2 separate regions of the Mus musculus genome follow, and region 2 is linked to region 1. Evidence: chromatin contacts called from public Hi-C data. All regions are on one chromosome and are shown on one strand. The core of a region is the stretch at or near the end of the contact, and the rest is flanking DNA. Distances in the headings are between cores, read along the strand shown. Region 1 has its middle 15 kb from the start of Gm36297. Region 2 overlaps Niban1 (niban apoptosis regulator 1).

The links. A called contact is a pair of places that touch in the nucleus more often than the background predicts.
Region 2: a contact with region 1 is called in a Hi-C map of the G1E-ER4 cell line, with 6 times the contacts expected there. The contact joins two enhancer-like sites. A contact is called at or near these places in 1 of 39 promoter capture datasets (the C10 cell line), 2 of 15 datasets of contacts at CTCF or cohesin (embryonic stem cells and pro-B cells), 18 of 484 Hi-C or Micro-C datasets (the Ba/F3 cell line, CD4 T cells, the G1E-ER4 cell line and 10 more) and 1 of 9 other capture datasets (embryonic stem cells).

What each region holds. Positions count from the first base shown.
Region 1 is chr1:151,039,620-151,042,422 of GRCm38.p6, forward strand. No RefSeq gene overlaps it. Among named protein-coding and RNA genes, the nearest start is that of Gm36297, 15 kb to the right of the region's middle. Within about 2 kb of position 1,527, at least 24 of the 459 cell types and tissues checked have an H3K27ac peak or open chromatin away from gene starts, as enhancers often do. A contact at or near this core is called in the G1E-ER4 cell line, where this site is marked.
Region 2 is chr1:151,701,796-151,704,495 of GRCm38.p6, forward strand. Niban1 (niban apoptosis regulator 1) reads left to right here. Exons shown (of 14, transcript NM_022018.3): 10 at 1,907-2,068. Among named protein-coding and RNA genes, the nearest start is that of Gm41969, 34 kb to the right of the region's middle. Within about 2 kb of position 1,261, at least 16 of the 459 cell types and tissues checked have an H3K27ac peak or open chromatin away from gene starts, as enhancers often do. A contact at or near this core is called in the G1E-ER4 cell line, where this site is marked.

The DNA.
Region 1 (2,803 bases), core at 277-2,776:
TTGAGGCCACTTGATCTACATAGTGAGTTCCAAGCCAGTCAGGCTATACAGTAAAACTCTGCCTCGAAAAAAGGCAAGAGAAAGAGAATTTTTAAAACGAGCATGGGTTCTTAACCCAAAATGCAGCCTTGCCATATTAAGCAGACATCACCTAACAAAAGTAGTCTCTATTCAATTGGTTTGGGAAATCCAAGGACAAGCAAAGATTCCTCCTCTGTCAGAGTCCCCGGCTTCCCATGTTGTGTACTTTATAAGTCTTCAAACACACGTATGTCTGTCTTATTCAATTATGAATTTACATTGTAAATACTTGATGAAATGAACACCATTTGAGACCTCTATGACAGGGACTAATCCCAGGAATAGAGGTGCTTTACAGTGATGAATGAGATTGTCACTTCGAGATTTTGAAACATACATGGTAGAAAATAAAACTGTTTATCCCGTCAAAGCAGAAAGGATTCAGAGAGCCTGCATTCATAATTGATTTTCCGAAGATTAAAAGATGTGGAGGAGATAAATCTTAAGCTCTCCTTTCACATACTGGAAACTGAGCCGTGAGAGCAGGCACTGGGTGTACTAGCCACGTCGCCTCATATCTGTACCAGCTTTCTCATGGTGATGGGTGTGAACTCATTGGGCACTGGCTGCATTCTGGGCTGGGAGGGGTCTTTTACACTATTTACAACAGACCTCTAAGATAGAGCCAAGGTACCTATATAATTATATACTGCAATGTATACCCAAGTCAGTCTTGTTTGCAGGTTTCTGATGTTAGTTTCATGATGACACACTTTCTTTAACAAAGCCCAGCAGCCTAAGTTCCAATAAGTCAAACACCCAGCAGCCTAAGTTCCAATAAATCAAACATGAACTGCACTTCCCCCTTCAAACGACAATTCCGGAGTTTCATGACTAAAGCCAGAGTTAGTTCTGCTTAAATTTCGAAATCGATCTTTGTTTTTGTTTTTTGTTTTTGTTTTTGTTTTGTTTTGTTTTCCCCTCTCTTTTGTTGAAGGAGAGGGAAACAGACGCCACTTGCTTCAACGTCTCCTTAAACCAAGATTTCGTATTAGTTGACAGCACATCCAGTTATGTCCCCAGAGTTCCCTGCCACCATCCCTTCCCACTGAGCACTTTGGTGGAGCACTGTCGAGGTACCTGATTTCAAGTGGGAAGCAGCCTAAATAATAAGAGTGAAGCAGAGAGACAGTGAAGGAGTTCAGCCTCTCAATCAATGACTAACTTCTAAAGCTTTAAACACAACCTAATTTGAAACTCTGTGAGGCATTGTCTCAAATGAAGTCTTAACAGTCATCCTCAACGCTGAAGAGATCTGACAGTGGGAACTTGAAACATTTATCTAGGATTTGGCCAACAAACAGGAATAAAAGACGTCAGAAGGTGCCAAAGCAAAACCCGCACTCAATAACAATAGAAATGTGAGAGGATCCTTAGGAGCTGACTGTCTTGTTCTCACGGGGTGGGGGCGGGGGCAGGGGCGGAGCGGGGCGGGGCGGGCGTTGCAGAGGATATGCTGTTCTTCATTTATCTGGAGCTAATGTTTACTTTGGTCTGTTTTCGCTTCCTCCCCTCTCCCACTTCCTACTAAACATGTCACATTGAACTCCCCTCATGTCAACATTTGAGGGCCTCATTTAGCAGCTACATTGTGTCCACTTCCTGGTGTTACCAAATATATCACTTTTGTCCACTTTGAAAATAAGTTTGAATTAAACACATTTATTAAACTAAGATGGTGCCCGAGCTATCCCCATCCTTACTCCCTCTTCTCACGCTCAACTTTCCAATAAAATCACGGGAAACACCAGCTGCCCCGTGTGATCCTGAACCTGTATCTGGGTTGGCCCCCCTTCCCTCCATCGTCAGTCAGTCAGTCTGTCTGTCTGTCTGTCTGTCTGTCAGCCCCCCTTCCCTCCCCTGTGACTCCATAAAGCCAGAGGACCGACAGGAATGGACATGCCAATTCCGCCCTCTCACCGCCCCCCCCCCCAATCAGCTCTCTTTGGGCAAACTCTGTGGAGTCTGTATTTTCTCCTACTTTTGGCGATTTCCATTGGTTATTCAGGATTCTTATTAATCAGATCTAGGATGTTCAGAATTGACTATTACCTTGTTTTAATATCCCTTTCTTGTTATTATCTGTGTTTTCACGAGGAAAAAAAGGCCTCAATTTTATCTTCTAAGTTTCCCACAAACTTTCTCACCCTACAGTATTTGTAATTTCTAATATATCTTTTTTTTTTTCCTTTAGTTCTTCTTTCACCACAGCAGCTTGGTATCCATGCCCGCCCGCCCCCACTCCCCCACATCACATTATTTTGTCTATATGAAGGTTAGGATGTTAGTTCCTTTTCATCTTCTCTTTGCATCATCTCTAATGAAATCACAAACCTCTGTGGACAGTATTTTAGTCCTTAATGCCTGAGGTCTAGTTTGAATGTTGAAGTCTTTCTTCAATTCTATGACAGAGCATACCTGAAGGCTCCTGGTCCTGTCTCCTCTGTGTTCAAACCCACTGCCGCATTTCCTCTCAGTGACCAGGCAGAATCCATTTCTTAAACCCCTAAACCAGGAAGACACCTTGTAGTTTGCTCAACGCAATTAGTTTGCTCGACTAATTAGTTTGCTCAATGCAATTCAGTAGACATAGCAGTGAGCTGGTTCCATGCGTAGGCAGCAAGAAACCTTGTAAGATTCTGTGTGCGTTCACTGTTACCTCTGCCACTTCCATGACCATGTATATTAGCCTACTGGACAACCAGAAAAAACAGCGTCTCTG
Region 2 (2,700 bases), core at 11-2,510, 660 kb after region 1:
ATGAGCTCTTTGGGCTCATTATAAAACATGTGATAGATTGCGGTAAGCCATAGTTTCCCTCCGGTGCTGGGCTCTCATTTCTTAATGTGCATATTCACATGTATGATTGTACAAAACCAAGATCATTTAATAAATGTTTTGATGCTTCTTATTACATCTCTGTGTTCATGTGTGTGTGCACATGTTTATATGGGGGTGTGTGCATGTGTGGTTTGTGTATGTGTGGGGTTGGGGCATGTATGTGTATGTATGTGTGGGGTTTAGGGCATGTATATTTATGTGTATGCATATGCAGACACTTGTGTATGTGTGTATGTATGTATGTATGTATGTATACACATGTGTCTTTTACCTTGCCTTTCTTCCTCTTTGTTTTCTGGCAACACTCTCTTCTCCGCAAATAACCATTATCACCAATTTGGCTTGTGCTATGCTGCGCTTTCCCTCTCTTAGGAGATATATAAAACACACACATTTCACAGCTGTTGTCTTCCATTGCTTGCTTTTAGAAAAATATAGTTATTTTATATACCATGATGTTTATCAGATTTCTTCCTCACAATGATTTCATGAAACTGTCTCCAAGGTAACTGTCCTAGTTCTAAATCACTTTGTGTAATGACAGCATAATATTTCATGTTTAGAAATGCTGTGATTTATTCAGCCATCCTAACATTGCTGACAGCATGAGCAGAGTCATAATAAATAACCTCGTACCTACATTTTACTGTATTATTGATACATGTGTATGTGTATACACGCACAGTCCTTACATCTTGATGCTTTTATTTCAGTGGGATAGAGTCCTAGGTTAAAAGATATATTTCTATGTTAACATATGTTTCAGTTAAAGTTTAAAGGAATTTTAAATTTTGCATTATACTGATTTGTTTGTGGCAGGGAGCCTTCTCCCCATGTTACCCTCTGTGATGGTGGCTGTCACTTATTTAAACCTCAACAATCTGATGAAGGTGAAGCAAGCTTTCCTCTCTTGCCTATTCAATGAATTATTTCTAAGTAATACATTCCTGGCTCAGCAGTTAAGTCTACCTGCTGCTCTTCCAGAGGACACAAATTTGATTCCCAGCTCCAGGTCAGGGGCCTCAGGACCAACTGTAACAACCCCCTCCCCCTCAGGGGATCCAACGCCCTCTTCTGGCCCTCATGTGTACTACATTCACATGCTGTACTCTTAACACACAGAGATACTCAGTATTAAAAAGAAACCTTTGAAAAAGGAAGTGATACTATGTACAATTGTAGGATGAAAGCAACTGCAACAATGTTTCCTTTCTCCCTGTTTAGTCTTTAGTTCCTCTTCAGCAGACCTCTCCATTGCTTACTTCTTAAAGTGAATACTTTCCCCTTTTCAAGCACAATGGGATGGGCCCTTGGAAAATTCATGCCAGATACATGTCAGACAGATTCATGTCAGATACAGATATGTCCTGTGTCACTCACACCTACCTGCCTTGTGCACAGCTTCTCTTGAGAGCTTTCATTATCAGCAATTTTTTTCCTGTCTTTACCCATTCTCCTGTCTAAGCTTACAGTGTGCGAAACCATTTGCAACTAAGCTTAGAATATGAAACAAGTTTCTACCCCTTGGAGAACCTTTTGCAGGCTCACGGACTGAGCAGCAGTTCTCACAGCCTGTCTAGCTGGTCCTTGACCTCAGGAAGCAGGGACTTACAGGCTACTGAGGACTTAAGGAGCTGGGAGCCCCGGCTTGAGCTGCCCCAGAGAACCACAGAAAGAAGACATTGAAGATGCCTCGGATAAAGTGGTCCAAGCAGTAATTAATACTCATAGCGTACACTTGATTGTTTCACAACACTAGTATGTCATATGGAGAAAAGATCCCTAAGTCTAAGGCAGTTTGCTTTTCTTCTCTACCAAAATGCAGGGCCTACAGCAGCTAATGAAGCTTCCTCTGGATTCTGTGAAGATGGAGCCTTGCTATACTAAAGTCACCCTGCTTCCAGAGCGCCTGCTGGACCTCCAGAGCCGCTTCAGGTTCCCTCACGTTGACCTGGTGGTCCAGAGGACTCAGAACTACATGCAAGAGGTGGGAGCAGAGTCCAGGGAGGGTGAGGCTGAGGAAGAGGCTGAGGCAAGAAAGGAGGGAAGAGAGAGGGCGAGAAGGATAAATGCATGCTGGTGGGTGTGTCCATGGTGCTCTTCAGCTCAGGAAAGTGAGGCGGGAGTCAGGTTGACAGAGGACACACACTGTTCTTCAAGCTGGCTTTATCTCGCCTTAGAAAATAAGAGTCTGGGAAGATAAGGTAGCATTAACTAGTAATTATCTGATGGTTGAGTCAGGGCTGCAAACTTTGGCTACAGATGAGAAACACATGGGGAAAATTTAAAAACTACTAATGTGCTACCCCACTCCAGGTGAGTGAGTGTGTGTGTGTGTGTGTGTGTGTGTGTGTGTGTGTGTGTGTGTGTGATATCTGAAATTCTCAGCATACTCTAGCCCTATTCCGGTGTTTCTAATCTGCAACCAGGATCTAGAGACAATGGTTGAATTCTCCACCTTGTTATAAGAGAACCCATGACAGTTTCATATTGGATTTTTATTTTTTTAAATTTATTCTATTATGTGTACATCTGTGCACACCTGCTTGTCTGTGTATGTACCATGCACATGCAGGTTCCTGAGGAGGCCAGAAGAGGGTGTCAGACACCTATGACTGG